3 separate regions of the Mus musculus genome follow, and regions 2 and 3 are each linked to region 1. A link is a contact called in public Hi-C and HiChIP or PLAC-seq data. All regions are on one chromosome and are shown on one strand. Each heading gives the region's core, a stretch centred on a gene start, on an enhancer-like site or on the middle of the called end of the contact. The rest is flanking DNA. Distances are from core to core; before and after follow the strand shown.

Evidence for each region. A called contact is a pair of places that touch in the nucleus more often than the background predicts. HiChIP or PLAC-seq counts read pairs in DNA pulled down with a chosen protein or histone mark.
Region 2: a contact with region 1 is called in a Hi-C map of liver, with 2.4 times the contacts expected there. The contact joins two enhancer-like sites. A contact is called at or near these places in 9 of 484 Hi-C or Micro-C datasets (CD4 T cells, the HL-1 cell line, brown adipocytes and 4 more), 4 of 115 datasets of contacts at active chromatin or transcription factors (embryonic stem cells, heart atrium, large pre-B cells and 1 more) and 1 of 9 other capture datasets (embryonic stem cells).
Region 3: an H3K27ac HiChIP or PLAC-seq map of heart atrium shows a contact between it and region 1, with 8 read pairs. The contact joins two enhancer-like sites. A contact is called at or near these places in 1 of 484 Hi-C or Micro-C datasets (uterus), 3 of 115 datasets of contacts at active chromatin or transcription factors (embryonic stem cells, heart atrium and regulatory T cells) and 1 of 9 other capture datasets (embryonic stem cells).

The regions. Positions count from the first base shown.
Region 1 is chr12:71,861,935-71,866,720 of GRCm38.p6, forward strand. The region is part of intron 1 of Daam1 (dishevelled associated activator of morphogenesis 1); the gene reads left to right. Among named protein-coding and RNA genes, the nearest start is that of Daam1, 33 kb to the left of the region's middle. Within about 2 kb of position 2,322, at least 58 of the 459 cell types and tissues checked have an H3K27ac peak or open chromatin away from gene starts, as enhancers often do. A contact at or near this core is called in heart atrium and liver, where this site is marked.
Region 2 is chr12:71,931,487-71,936,327 of GRCm38.p6, forward strand. All of the region lies in intron 3 of Daam1 (dishevelled associated activator of morphogenesis 1), which reads left to right. Among named protein-coding and RNA genes, the nearest start is that of Daam1, 100 kb to the left of the region's middle. Within about 2 kb of position 1,700, at least 121 of the 459 cell types and tissues checked have an H3K27ac peak or open chromatin away from gene starts, as enhancers often do. A contact at or near this core is called in liver, where this site is marked.
Region 3 is chr12:71,968,516-71,973,218 of GRCm38.p6, forward strand. It overlaps Daam1 (dishevelled associated activator of morphogenesis 1), which reads left to right. Exons shown (of 26, transcript NM_026102.3): 18 at 2,579-2,663. Among named protein-coding and RNA genes, the nearest start is that of Gm40440, 69 kb to the right of the region's middle. Within about 2 kb of position 1,581, at least 19 of the 459 cell types and tissues checked have an H3K27ac peak or open chromatin away from gene starts, as enhancers often do. A contact at or near this core is called in heart atrium, where this site is marked.

The DNA of each region.
Region 1 (4,786 bases), core at 1,072-3,571:
ATTGTATGAGCCTTTCCTTAGAACTTGGGAATGCGCCGGGCAGTGCTGGCACACACCTTTAATCCCAGCACTTGGGAGGCAGAGGCAGGTGGATTTCTGAGTTTGAGGCCAGCCTGGTCTACAGAGTGAGTTTCAGGACAGCCAGGACTACATAGAGAAACCCTGTCTTGGGGGGAGGGGTGGGAGACTAAACAAAACAAAACTTGGGAATGGGTGTGGCACCGACTAGCATCCCTATATTATCTTAAAGGATACTGGGAGGCTACATAGGATTGGTCCTGCTCAACTCTGGTTACGTAGGTACATGGTAAATGCCCCCATCCCCTCCCCAGGGGTTACACAGATATGGTTCAGTTTTGCCGGTGGATCCTTGTTTTGGTCAGATTCATTTTGTAACCCCTGTCCCCATATGTGTATTTGTATGTGGTGTACATGTGTTTGTGTGGGTATGTGTATATTCATGGAGACCATGTGTCAACATGGGTGCTGTGGGTCTGTGTGAACAACATGAGATAGATTGAGCCACCTTCCTAGCCTTGGAGTTCCTACTTTAGTGATGTAGAATAAGTCTATAGGATTGCTAGTAAGACAACCACAATTTTGCATTACAGCGTTGACCTCTCCAGAATCAGCCAATATATCTTTAAAGTAATTTTCTTGTGTTTCTGCTTCAGCGTCTGCTTTTGTTACTTACAAATTTTGTCACTGTTTCATAGGATGACCCTCTGTACAGAAATGGGTTTTCATTTGATAAAGGATTCTGTATTAAAATGATTTTAATACAAAAGGTGTGACACGCTTTGTTGTCCTTTCGCCGTCAGATGACTTGCTTCTGAAAGGAAGCTTTCAGGGTGAAGGGGAGAAGCCCCGTCCTGGTCTCCTTCCAGGCCGTCCGTGCAGGCTGCCTTCCAGTCACTGTGCACACTTCGACCTAGACACCTGGCTGTGGGAACGCAAGCTCTGTCTGTGATGCCCTGCAGGCTCGTTTGGGATGGCCAGGGACTAGGAGTGAGAATTGCAAGTTCAGTTTGTTCTGACACCTATCATTCTTGTAGTGTTTGTCTCTTGTGGTAAATACTATGCAGAGAGGTGCAAGGCTTCCTATGTAGGCCTGGAGTCCCTTCATGCCTCACCGGGACGGTCCCCAGCTCCCACTCATTCAGAATGAGTGTCCCCAGCACCCAGAAGCTGCTCGCACTGAAAACTCTTCCACTAAACTTCATCTTGAGGGGAGGGGTGAGTGAAGGGGCTTGTATTTATGTCAGTGCTGGACAGATAGAGGGCATATGCATAGTCAGTATATGTTGGGTTTCATCCTGTGCACAGGTGGCCCTCCCTGCTCCAGAGGCCAGCTGTCTGAGTGGAGCTACCTCAGTCGCTTACTGAGGCAGCCGAGGCAGGACTGTTGTTCCTTCTTAGCCCAGGCCCAAATACCTTAGAGTTGTAGATCCTTTGGGACATGTTTTGTTTGCTTGCTTTGATTTCTGGGGTATCATTGTAGTTCTTTGATTTGAAATAGTACAGAAAAGGAGTAAGTTTTTGTATGTGCCATTGGGGAGAAGGTTTACCATACAGCTGGAGGTGGCTTAGAACATAGAATGAAGTAGTTAATAGATTACCTTTCCTAAAGAAACGATAGCATGTGTGTTCCTTCCCACAAGTAGTCTTTTCTTACAGTGTCACATTTAATGGACTAGGAACAGAAGGAACCTTAGCAGTGATACTCAAGTCCTGCACACGTGTGGCATGGTAGGGAAAGTAAGTGCTCTGTCAATTCTACTCATCTTTCTTCAGGAAAAAAAAAAATCACTATTTTGTCAATGACAAAAATCCCAAGATCTAATGGTCTTCCTCAGTCTGAGTTAGACTTTGAGATTTTCAACAGGAAGTAATGAGAGCGTCTCAGAAAACTTAGCTCTATGTGCTCCTGCCCAGTTTTGTGCTGTCCGCCTTCTAAGCTTACAAGGAAAAAAAAAAAAAAACCTAACTGGAAGAGGAAATTGTATTTCTGCTATTGGCTGAAGAGGGTTCCAAGCATCACGTGGCTGTTGCTGAAATCTGGAAATCCACTTAACCCAGGCCGTTTTGTCTTCCCACACATTTGGAACGAACGCCGAGAGGAAAACACCTCTGTAGAAGCAGAGGGGCTATTTTTAGATCCACTCCTATTTTGGGTTTCAGTACTCAGAAATTTCCCCTGGGGGGGGGGGGAAGGTCATGTGTGTGCACCATGCTTGATGGGTTTCCTTACTCTGCTCTGTATGTACCACAGTCACCCGCAAGTCAGCACATCACATGCCATGCACATCAGTTGTCATCTGAGAGTAAACCCTGCGCCAGCCCCGCCAGCTGTGTTGGACATCCCTGTGTTGAGCATGTTTGGAGGTCAGAAGGTTAGTTTAGTTTGGATTTGCCTCTGGTTTCAGTAATATGTTTCTCCTGGTTCCTAGTGCCAGTTCATTGGCAGAACGGACTATCCCCTTTTACCTCAAAAAGGAAAAAAAAAGCTTGCTTTCAAAATACCAGAAAAGTAACCTTTCTTATGAGCATGAAATAGTAAATATTTGTAGTGCCAATTAGCCAGTAAGTACTGAAGTGTCAAATTATAAAATCACAACAAATTTAGTTATAGATCTAATTGCTTTTTCCCCTCTAAGCCACTCATAAATTGGGCAATCTCCATCTACACAATAGAATGAGAGCTCTTTGGTAATAGCCTAGCAGAGGCTTTAGGAGTGAGGCGACAAAACAATTGGAAACAGACTGATTGACATCAGCTCGTTCCAGCTTCCTGTTTTGTAAAGCAAGAGGGGATGTCCTTGATTCACGCAGACTCCTGCTTTCTGGAAAAACTGGTCTGTTTGGGGATTTATCTGCTTCCTGAAAGCTTAAATTGATTATGTGGTAGTTAGCAGGAATGACTCCATTTTGGTGTGGTCTAGGCTGTTGAAGCCTGTGGGAGTTCAACCCTAACAGTGGCCTCTCACAGTTGTATCAAAACATTTACTAGGCTGACAGTGAAGATTTCTCTCAGTGTGTTTCTGAGTGTTTTGGTCCCAGCAGGTGGGCGATGGTATAGTGTTTACCAAATTCACTCTTGATGATGGTTTAATGGTGTGTTTTCTGTTATACTTAGAGGCATGCAGGCTGATGTGTTGATTACCTGTTGATTAGCTCTGTTTCATTGGTATGCAAATGTCTGTCATAAATGGTAAAAATTATATGTACCAAAGAACTACTTTGAAATAAATTTCTTTGTAATTTACCATTAGGAAATGTTTGGTCTGTATACTTATCTTATGTCCCTGTATACTTGGAGTCACACAAAATGTTATTTAGTGAAATGCAGTCACAAATGGAGAAAGTTTAAGAAGCCCTCTTCTACCTTAAGTTCCTTCCTGTATAATCCAACACACGTGATGGCTATTTAGTCATCTAACTTCATAGTGCAGTCTTTATGAGTTTATAAAACCCTGATTGAAAACATGCCTTCCACACTGCTGTTTTCAGGGATGGTCAGGGGACAAAAACCAAGAACACAATGAAAAAAAAAAGTCCCACATATACTTGAATCCTGGCTCTTGGAGTCATTATTTCTTTGAAAGTCAATCTCATAGAAACATTTCTCCATTTGTTTACCAAGAGATGTGTAGTCTCAGTCCTAAAAACTTGGTAGGAAGTATGTAACCTTACCTAATTATACTCGTTGGTTGAAATGAGGCAGAAAGAGGCTCAGCTCCATGTTGTGGGTCTGATTTTCTTTTTAGCAAGCCCCCAGAGACCCTTTGGTGATGTGTGACTCTGGGCAGTGGCTTCCATCCCCATCAACTACCCTGAATGTTTTTCAACCTATAATTAGCAATTGAATTGAATGAAAAATAGATTCCTGTCTACCACCCCCATGCTAATAGTAGAATGTTTGAGGTAATGGAATAATAATATGGGCAGATAAATATAATACCAGTCAACCTAAGCAATACACTGTCCTTGTTTTTTAAATTTGAGGTCCTGTGTTGATTAACTGTTTGACCCTGGAAATAGATTTCAAGTTTGCCATAGATGAAACCAACCACAGGGCAAATCCGTCACTTCACAGTCCTTTCCTGAGAACAGGTGTTGGGGAAAGGTCCTTCCCGAGTGCTGAGAGGTGAGTTTCTGTGACCATAGGAAGACAAACTGCTGCTGATAGCCTGTGTCAGCTGCAAGAGTGACTGGGCTAACACACAGACAAGCGTTTCTGGGAGGGAAAACCCACTCAGCTTAGAGGCCCTGTCACCAAGCATCATCTTGCTAGAGAGGCCATGATGTGTTACCTGGAGTGTAACATGGAATCATTTCTTGGGCTTGGGTTTCTTTCTACTTTTACAAGTTAAACACTTAAAACAGATTTAACAAAAATTCAGTGGAGATTTCAGAGAGATTAGAATTTAAGAAGCATTATTCTGTGGCATGGGGTGGTGGGGGCATTCTGTCTACCATTCTTGGTGTCTGAATTAAGTTTTCCTTGTTGAGCAGCTGTCTACTTGGCTGCTGATGGATCTTTTGCAGACCAGATCTTTTGAAAAATGATGCTGAGGTTAAGACAAATTAATTAGCATGTTTCTAGAAGGTGAGTGGTGAGTGATGTAACTGAGGCCGGGGCCAGGGGTGGGGGTGGGGTAGGGTCCTGGAAGGAGACCTTTTTTACTTTGGGGATCTTCATTTCCCTCTGCCTCCGGTTTTTTCTTCCACCATGTGGCACCCATATTTCTTATTTAAAATTTAACAAATTATAGTTGTATGCTAA
Region 2 (4,841 bases), core at 450-2,949, 69 kb after region 1:
ATGCCTAGAACACAGTCAAGTTGGAGGCGCTGGTGAGGGACAAGTCTGAGTTGTAACTGTGTGCTTATCGCAGAGGGAGTGAGACTAAGAAGCAATGCCAAATGACCCTCCTGGGCAAAGTGATGTTGAGAAAGACACAGACACTTGTGCATTTAAAAAGACTAGAGGAAGAATCCTTGACACTGACCTGAGATTTTAATGAAAATGTTCCATTTGGAGACGACATGAGCTTAGAAAGGGTATCTTCACCCCCTAAGGTATCTGGATTTTACACACACACACACACACACACACACACACACACACACACACACACACTCACACACACACTCACACACACACACACTTAGGGTAATAAGGAAAAGAGGTTAAACAAGTCATTTCAGGCTGGAGTTAAAGGCAAAGTGTCAAAGGTGAGCTCTGTCCAGCAGGAAGTCTCAGCCATCATCAGTGTCCTGCTATCTATCTCTGAAGGCCTCTAACAAACAGGAGGGATTGTATTAAATGACAAGACAGCACAGACGTGGGTGGCTACTGAGTGACAGTTGGGCTGACGGTTGACAATGAATAGTTCTGCCACTGAATCACTGGACAATGTAAATTTTTACAAGTTATTGACGTTAGAAGTTGAGTCTCGGAATTAAGTACAGTAGAGGTTGTGCCCCAGTGATGTCTCACTGTTGGACTCTTAGAGCTTGTAGGAACGTCAGAAACATTCTCCTGTTTTTGAGAAAAGGAAAACAACCCCAGATATATTCACACTTACCCAAACTGTCACCTGAGTCAGTAAAAAAGAAGTCTATAGAATTACATCTTAAGATGGCTGGATTAGTGGCCTACCCATCATACCATCTAAAAATCAGTAGCATAGATATATATTCTCAAAAAAAAAAAAAAACTAGAGAATTTAATAAATTCAGACACTTGTTTCTGTTCTAATTATTTAGCAGAACTTCTAAAGATAATTCCCATAAACTAAAGTGTGTGTGTGGCATTTTCAAGAGGCAGCCAAGGTCCTATTTTCATTCTGCCATTGTGTCACAATACAATTTTGGGGAGGACTCATTTCAATTTATAGACTAAATCAATCAATGAGGGGTAGTCAAGGCAGGAACGTGTAGGGAGGCCTGCTCACTATCCACAGAGCGTCACCTCTGGCCAAGTAACTCACTTCACAGGCAAAGAGGCATATGGGTCTGGAGTTTCTCAAATATTCTCCATGACCATGAATAAATATTAATAAATAAAAGGATTTACTAAGTGCTGGCTAGGACCGTGGATACTGGCCAATACCATACCAGAGACTGGAGGTGCTCATCAGAGTATGGTACTGAATTATATATATTACTTAGGAGCTTATAAAGAAAAAAACCCACGAGGCTGCATACTTCCTGCCTACGTGTAATCAAGCAGACACACCCTGTGCGATTGAGGGCAACTGAGCTTGTACACAGAAGTAAAGGCACAAGGTTGGTTATCTTCCATGCACAGCAGCCCCAGAATTCCAGGACATTGTCAGTCCCTGTGCACATGGGGTTTATAGGTTACATGCCTTCTTGTTTTATAGATCTCTTAAACACAGTAATTTAAACTTAAAATATAATGTTAGTCGTCACACAGAGGTAAGCAGGAAACCCAGAAGAGTGCTGCCTGTTGGCACATTCTCAGCTGTTTCCTTGTACAGCCTAGGACCACGTGCTCAGGAAATGCACTACCCACAGTGGCCAGAGTCATCCTCAATCAGTAAACAGCCAAGGCAGTCCCCCAGAGATGTTCCACAGGCCAGGTAGATCTAAGGAAGTCCTCAACTGAGGTTCTATGGCGATTATTTCTAGATTGTGTCAAGTTGACATTTGAAGCTGACTAGGACACAAAAGTAGATTTTAATGTGAATTGTCCTTTCTTTGAGTAGACTAAAAAGAACATCTAATATGAATCCAGGATTTGTATTTACTTAGGGCAACTTCTCAGTGTCATGAACTATGACTTGTCTTGGGGACCTTATTTTGTTTTCTAGATAGATCTTGCTACCGTGCCCAGATTGGCTTCAAACTTATGATCTACTTGCTTCAGTCTCCCAAGTGCTAGGGTTATAAATTTGATCTATCATACCTCACTACATCTTAAGAGAAAAACAAAACAAAACAGAACAAAACAAAACAAAACACCTCTCTTTTTCACAGACAATATAGTAAGTTAATATTCTTGCTTAGAGAAATGTTGTAACAGGATTGGAGAAGAAGGCAGCGAAAATAGGTTTAGTTGAGTGCTTGATGTGCTCAGTGTTGCTGTTGGTTCCGTCCCGCATGCTGCAGCTAAACAGCCTTGACCTTCCCTGCTTCTTCTTTAGAAGAAGGAACTAGAGCTGAGATAGGTGGCCCAGAGGATAATGTCAGAGGCACAGGACATACTTTCTCTTTAGCAGGGACACACATGCTGTCAGGAAGACTATACAACTTAGAAGTGTCTTCTCCTTGGCATGTCTCAGTGGCCTGGGTTTTTTATAGGATGTTCACCCTCTTCCCTCCAACTCCCACCCAGAAGAGCTGCTTGCTTGCTTTCTGACTCCTCAGTGAGAACTTTAACATTCACTCACGCTAGAGCACAGACTCAGTCTTGCATTCCATCCGGCGACTGCTGCATCCTTCTGTGTGTAAGGACCAGGACTGCACAGGCAGTCAGAGGTGCATTGCCAAAGGGAAGAGCGCCAAGAATCCCCCTGCCTACTACTCCCAGAGCAGTATCAACCAGTGCATTCATACATGTGGCACTTGTAATTTTCTCAGCACCGAGGCACCAGAAGTGAAAGGAGCCCCATTTGACTACAATGTCTACTCTTAACTGTTAGTATTATTCAAACATTTCAAAGTACAAAGTCTTCCTTCTATGCACTAGTCTTCAGTTTCTAAAATAATCCCTGTTTTGTATCCAGGACTGTGGAGCTTACAACAGATAGGCTTTTGTGGAACCTTGGACATAGGACTTGGTTTTGTTTGCTTTGGAAATTTGCCCTGATTTGGGGAGAATAGAAAGATCTGGCACCTTCTATTTCATTTTATAGGTTCAAATACCATTGACTATCACTGAGGGTTTTGGCTTGTTAAATACGTTAGTAGCAGCAGGCTTTTGCTAATTTTAGTGCTCCTTCTAAGAGGAGAGCTGGGTTCAGCATTTATTCTGCCACTCTAGCTCTTTTATTAATGTGGTAAATTATAGCCAAGAGCCATTCTTAAAACTCATCAGGCTTTCTGAATGTTTTTAAATCACAAGAGTGTAATCCTGCCCAACTTCAAAGCCACTGCTATACCCGTGACCCTCATCTGTGTCCCTTGCTGCCCACTCAGGTGGCCCTGTAAACAGCCATTTTCCTTCTTGTTACTGCTTGTTACTGCTTGAAAATAGTTTTTTGTTTGTTTGTTTGTTTTGTTTTTCGAGACAGGGTTTCTCTGTACAGCCCTGGCTGTCCTGGAACTCACTCTGTAGACCAGGCTGGCCTTGAACTCAAAAATCCGCCTGCCTCTGCCTCCGAGTGCTGGGATTAAAGGCATGTGCCACCACGCCCGGCTTTTGAAAACAGTTTTGAACTATATTTCTTTGATCACCTAAGCAGACTCACTTGGAAGTATCTGCCTAGAGACAGTGGTGTGTGTGTGTGTGTGTGTGTGCGTGTGCGTGCGTGTGCGCGTGCGCTCGCGTGCGTGTTTGTAGGGCGAGTAATGGTGGCTCATAGCTATAACCTCAGCACTTAGAAATCTGAATCAGGAGGATCACTCTACAGTCCTACAGTTGAGACCAGCCTGGGTTACAGAAAGAGGGAAAAAGGGAGGGATTTTTAGAGATAAGGTCTAAGCCTAAAATTAAAAGCTCCTCCTAGAAATCACTCTTCCAAGGCCCAATGCATGAATGTTTGGATGGATGGATGGATGGATGGATGGATGGATGGGCTGCTGAAACTAAAAAACTGAAGCCAGCAGTATAGCAGTAACTCCTTGGGCATCAGACAGCCGCTGTGTGTACATGGCAGTGTCTTCTCCTTGGGTGACCCATTATATCGGGGTGCTCTCTTAATGGAAAGTCCTGGTTACAGGAATACCTCTCTCAGCACAAAGGTGTGCGAGATTGTGGAAGCCAAGCACAGCGTGCCTCCTGGCTGAGCTTGCTGTGTCTCCAACAGAGACTACAGCTGACAGGGAGGTCCAGGTTAGGCGTGTCAGTGAACTCCATCCACAGATGCGCCAGCTGTTTTGGCTCAAGGTCACCTGGGTTGTGAGACACATCTAGCTGAGGTGGGTTTGGGTTTCAGGTCTTTTTAGCAGACACACACTCTATTTCCTTTCCTTTCCCTTTTTCCTTTCCTTTTTTCCTTTGCTTTCCTTCTTTTTTTTTTTTTTTTTGGTTTGTTTTTCAAGACAGGGTTTCTCTGTGTAGCCCTGGCTGTCCTGGAACTCACTCTGTAGACCAGGCTGGCCTCGAACTCAGAAATCCGCCTGCCTCTGCCTCCCAAGTGCTGGGATTAAAGGCGTGTGCCACCACTGCCTGGCACACTCGTTTTTCTAACATAGCTCCTGAGCTGGGTCAGCAGGAGACCTGTGCCTGGGACTAACATGTGTTCTCTTGTTAACTCCACCGGTGTCAGTAGCCCCTTTCAGCCACATCAAATGAAATCCTACTTCACAATGAAATCTAAATAACTGATAGAAACAATCTAGTCACCAACTGGCCATGTCTCTGGCCACTGTAAAGACAGGTCTCCTTCACTCTTGAATTTCATACAGCTGTGACATCCCCATGTAGTCCTCAGTGTGACATGAGACCTAGAATATCCTTCTCAGTACCATTAT
Region 3 (4,703 bases), core at 331-2,830, 110 kb after region 1:
GGAGCTATTAAGAACTTCCCTCCTATGTGTTTATGTATTAAAACCCAATTTAATTGCTTTTTATTATAGTAGTCCCTCAGTAGCATAAGCAACTTCTCTACTGTCTGTATATGGATGACATGTATTTAATCACCAAAGCAGGCCTCCCCACCCACACCAGGAGAGAGAGAGAGAGAGAGAGAGAGAGAGAGAGAGAGAGAGAGAGAGAGAGAGAGAGACAGACTGACTCACCACTCACTCACATGGGTCTGTATTATAGAATGACCGCTTCCCGAATACAGCTGTTCCTTTTTCCCAGTTCCTCTCTTGACATGGCAACCTGGGTGTTGTAAACCACGAAAAGCCCCTTTATTAAGTAGGAGGATCTGGCAAAGCGGAGCCAAGGCTCATCTAGCCTTCTGTCCCTAGCTTGTTCTAATTGTCCCTGAAGGTTCTGATTCTCTGGGCAAAGTTTTTAAATACCCAAGTAGAGCAACCTGGAGTTAGATACTATTTTAAGGTGGCTGGTTCATTTCCTGCCAAGAAAGGGCAGTGGAAGCAGACGCCTCAAGAGTTGTCACCAAGAGCACTGCCAAGCTGTAAGAGCAATGAGCAGGCTAGAATCAGTGGGGTCCTTAAATTAAAGAGATTAAAGGCTCATTCTGAGGGTGACAAATGAGTCCTGGGGGGGGGGGCGGGGTACTCTCCTAGCCTTACTTAGGAGGTAGGGTTTCTTTGTCTGATCCATGTGTGGTGTTCCATTGACTGGGTAAATTTTCTTAAGGACTTTTCATTAAAGTCTCCTGTCTCTTTGTGGGCCACATTAAGAGGAAGTTTAGTTCAGACAGCCGCTGGAAATTGAAGAGCATAAATATATACAATTTCAAAGGCAAGCAGCTTCAAACTCCATCTGGGTAGCTAGTGAAATTCAAGCCCAGTGCTTTGAATAGTGTTCTCACTCTGATTCTCAACCCTTTACTTTTAAATGCAGAGCAGAAAGGCTCAAAACAATTTCCTCAGCCTGGTGTGAAAAGACGCAGAGCTCATTTAGTTTCCTCGTAGGAGCAGAACTTGGGGTCCTGTGGGATAGCTCAGTGGGTGCTGCCAAGCCTGAGAACTAGCATTCCGTCCCAAGGGGCCACACGATGAAGGAGAGAGCCATCCCTGAAATTGTCCTCTGACTTCACATACGTGCTGTGGCACACGCCGATGCACGCATCCAGTGATAAAGTAATGAAGTCATAAGCGAGGCTCTTTTGGTGGTGACTGTAGAGGCTTCCTCACCTGTTGGGTTTTATTAGAGGCAATTTTCTTCTCAAGTTACTGTCCCTTCCTTTGCCCTCTGTGGCCACACTATGGTACTGGCCCTTTAACTGACCTAAGAGGCTGTAATGTCCTAAAATCCAGGGCTAACCTTGACAATGGAGACCTGGTGCTTATGGACCTCCTGTATTCTTCTGTTGTATTCTCCACCCAGACCAACTTAGCTCAATTTTTCCACTTAATGTGTGGGTTTCCTGCCGTGCTCTGCTGCACATGTTTGAGAAGCAGTGATTGTCCCGGGGTTGAAACCGCCTGGTGGAGTCTGCCAGGGCCAGCCTGTCTCTGCCCAGCACAGGGTGAATGTGGCACCACAGCCCAGCGGCAGGGTAAGGTGGATTGCCCTTGTCTAGTGGACAGTTTGGCATTTACTGAGTGTGGTTATTGTCACTTCCCAAGGCATTCCTACCCACACTATTTCCCCCAGCCTTCATCTCCACGTGTGAGAGCACCAGACCCTTGAAAAAGGATCAGGACATGTATCCTTGTCTCCATGGTGACTATAGCTTTGGGCGGGTTGGGCAACAACAGCAAGACTCTTACGATAGAAAGCGCACACTCAACCTATGTCCCAAACAAGCTGCAAGACTCAGTGAACGCATAGAGGGTTCCAAGGCAGTAGGCGGGTAAAGATCCTTTCCTACTTAAACTAGCCACTCTGCATGCGGCTGCATCTCCTGCGTGAACCAGTAAGCAGTGAGAGAGAGTGGGAAAGCTCCTACTCAAACAGCAGTGTCTCTCCTTTTCTATCCTCAAATAGAAATGAAATAAGATGAGAAGAGATGAAATATATGAAAATACCTGACCTAGGAAGTAACCGTGTATTTCTCTTTGTATATTAATGCATTTAACTCTTCACTCGCCAGTATGGTTTCTAAGCTTGTCAAAAACTATTTTTGCAGCGTGCCCGGAATTCCTCTGACATACAGTGAGGTCAGGGGTTGAGTTCTCTCCTCTCACCCACAGTTTGTGGGTGTTGGGTCTGAGGAGACCACTGAACCTGCTTTCCTCATCTCTAACTTTCCTTGACAAAACTAATGATAGAACATGGCAGCTCGTCCCCATGTCAGCAGAACATTACAGAGCCGGGAAAGAATGTCGAAGCCGTTTCAAAATCCTATTTTTAGTTTCCTGTGTTGTCAGGAAATAAGCTTTTGCCGAGATTTTGAGAAAAACCATACTTGAAAATCAGCAGCTGGTGTAGTGGAGTGAGTCATCTTGTATTAAATTGTAATAATCATGACAGTGTTATTAACAAAATAAAATATGCCTTCTCCAGGTTGAAATTATCCAATGATGAAATCAAGCGGGCAATTCTAACAATGGATGAACAGGAGGATCTGCCCAAGGACATGTTAGAACAGGTGAGCCAGCCGCCAGACAGCTGTCAGAGCCCAAGTAGTAGCAGATTATCAGCAGCCAAAAAGGATTCTGGGAAACCCTCCTGTTGCTAGTAGATAATTTTCTCATCTCTGAATTGCACTGCTTTAAAGGACTCTTATTCTCTCATTGTTCCTCAGAAAGATAGTTGAGAAGGAATGTCACAGGTTGTCAAATGTGGAGCAATAGCTCAGGGGTTAAGAGCACTTGATGCTCTTCTAGAGGACCCAAGTTCATTTCCAGTACCCATGTAGAGTGACCAAGTGCCTCACAATACCTGCAACTCCAGCTCAAGGAGATCCAACACCCTTATCTGGTGTGTAAAGGCATCCACGTCACATGCCAATCATGTGCTCTCTCTCCCTCCCCCACTGTCTCTCTTTCATAAATAAAAGTCAGATGAAATCCTAAAGCAAAGTCTACTAAGGGCCTGGGGTCGCCAGCTCAGACTCTGTCCCTCGGCTTCAGGGCAGTGCTGGTCTTAACAGCTCAAAAAACTCTGCTTGAGCCTGGCGGGAAGAAGTATTTCTCGGGAGTGCTGGAAATCTCACAAGCAGTCTGAGATCAAAAAATCACGCTGCAAACTATTAATTACTAAATTTGCATCTTGGCTCATCGTTTCCACAAGCACAAAAGCCACCATTAATTCCAGCACAGCCACCTGTTCTAAGCAGTCATACCTGTCCTATGGTAAGCGAGTTATTTTAGAGCTAAGTCATGCCTCTATTCATATGTGGCATCTTGTGTCTTAAATGGCAGTAAGTCACAACTTAGGGGCAGCCACATCAGTGTCCCTGAGTAGAAAACATATTAGCTCTGTCCAAGCAGCCAGGCTACAGTGTGACTTGTTCTGGAGTGTTTCTCCAGAGTGGAGCCACTCTGCCTGTATTATGTGTGTCTAAGCAGTGCATGTTCCAAAGCTTGTTATCTGTCTCTCACCCTGACCACTTAAGGCTTGAAGGTTTCTGAGCTTTGTGGTGACCGTCTCAAAGTGCTTTAAGGCTGGCTATTCTTCCTTCCACTCCCTCGTACTTGGGACAGTCTAAGTTTAGGTGATCAGGTTTAAGGTCTGTGCTTACCAGAGCCAGGTCCCCAGAAGATCAGTCGTGGGTAGCAGCAACCATGACTAAAGGCTGAACACGGCCACTGTGTGCTGAGTCAGCTCTGAAAGTATGGAAAGGGTTATCTCGTGTCCTGAGTGGCAAGGCCACCTTCTCATAGATTGCCCCTCTGTCTTTGTTTGATGGTGACAACAGACCCAGAGCAAGATAGACCTGCAGCTGGACTTGTCCTGGGTGAAAACCTCACAATTCCAGTAGAACAACTTATCAAGCTGCCATTTAAACATTCGATTTAATTTTCAAAATGTTAATGATGTTTTTCTTCGAGTCTGCCATGGCTCTCTGTGGATGCACGGTTTCAAGTGTTCTCCCGTGCAGGGCTGTGTCCCGATCCCCGTTCTTCTTTCCCTCGCTGTACAGCTTGCTTCCCCAGCTTCAAGGTGGCCCCGCCTTCCAGTCACTACTAGAAGTGATGAACTGTGTGCAGAGCTGCCTCTGTCTACAAGGTCATATACTTAAAATTCTACAGGGTCTGTTTACTGTGAAACTGCATCCAGCAAAATTCCTCCTTGAGGGGAAGGATCGCAAAGCCCTGCCAAAAGGGCTTGCAGTGCAAATAAGACACACTCCAAATAAACAAGGGAGAAAATCTGTCCACTGATGCAGCATCTGGCCAAGGACATTTTTGACCTGGTCTCTCCTGATAATTCTGTGAGCTTCTTGCTCTCTGCTCAGCTCCCACGCTCTCTTTCCCCTTTCCTTCCTCACTGTAATGTCCCTCTGCCTGGTGTTCTTCCACATACCTCTTTTCAGGACACGTATCTGCCCCAGCATCCCCTGACCCCTGTGTGGAGCCCACATGAGGGCCACGTGCAGTCCATGCTGTCTGTTGCTGGTGACGGCAGGGCTAAGGGTGTGGCTGAAGTCAGTGAGCCGCTCTTCCCCAGAGCCCACCTTTTCTGT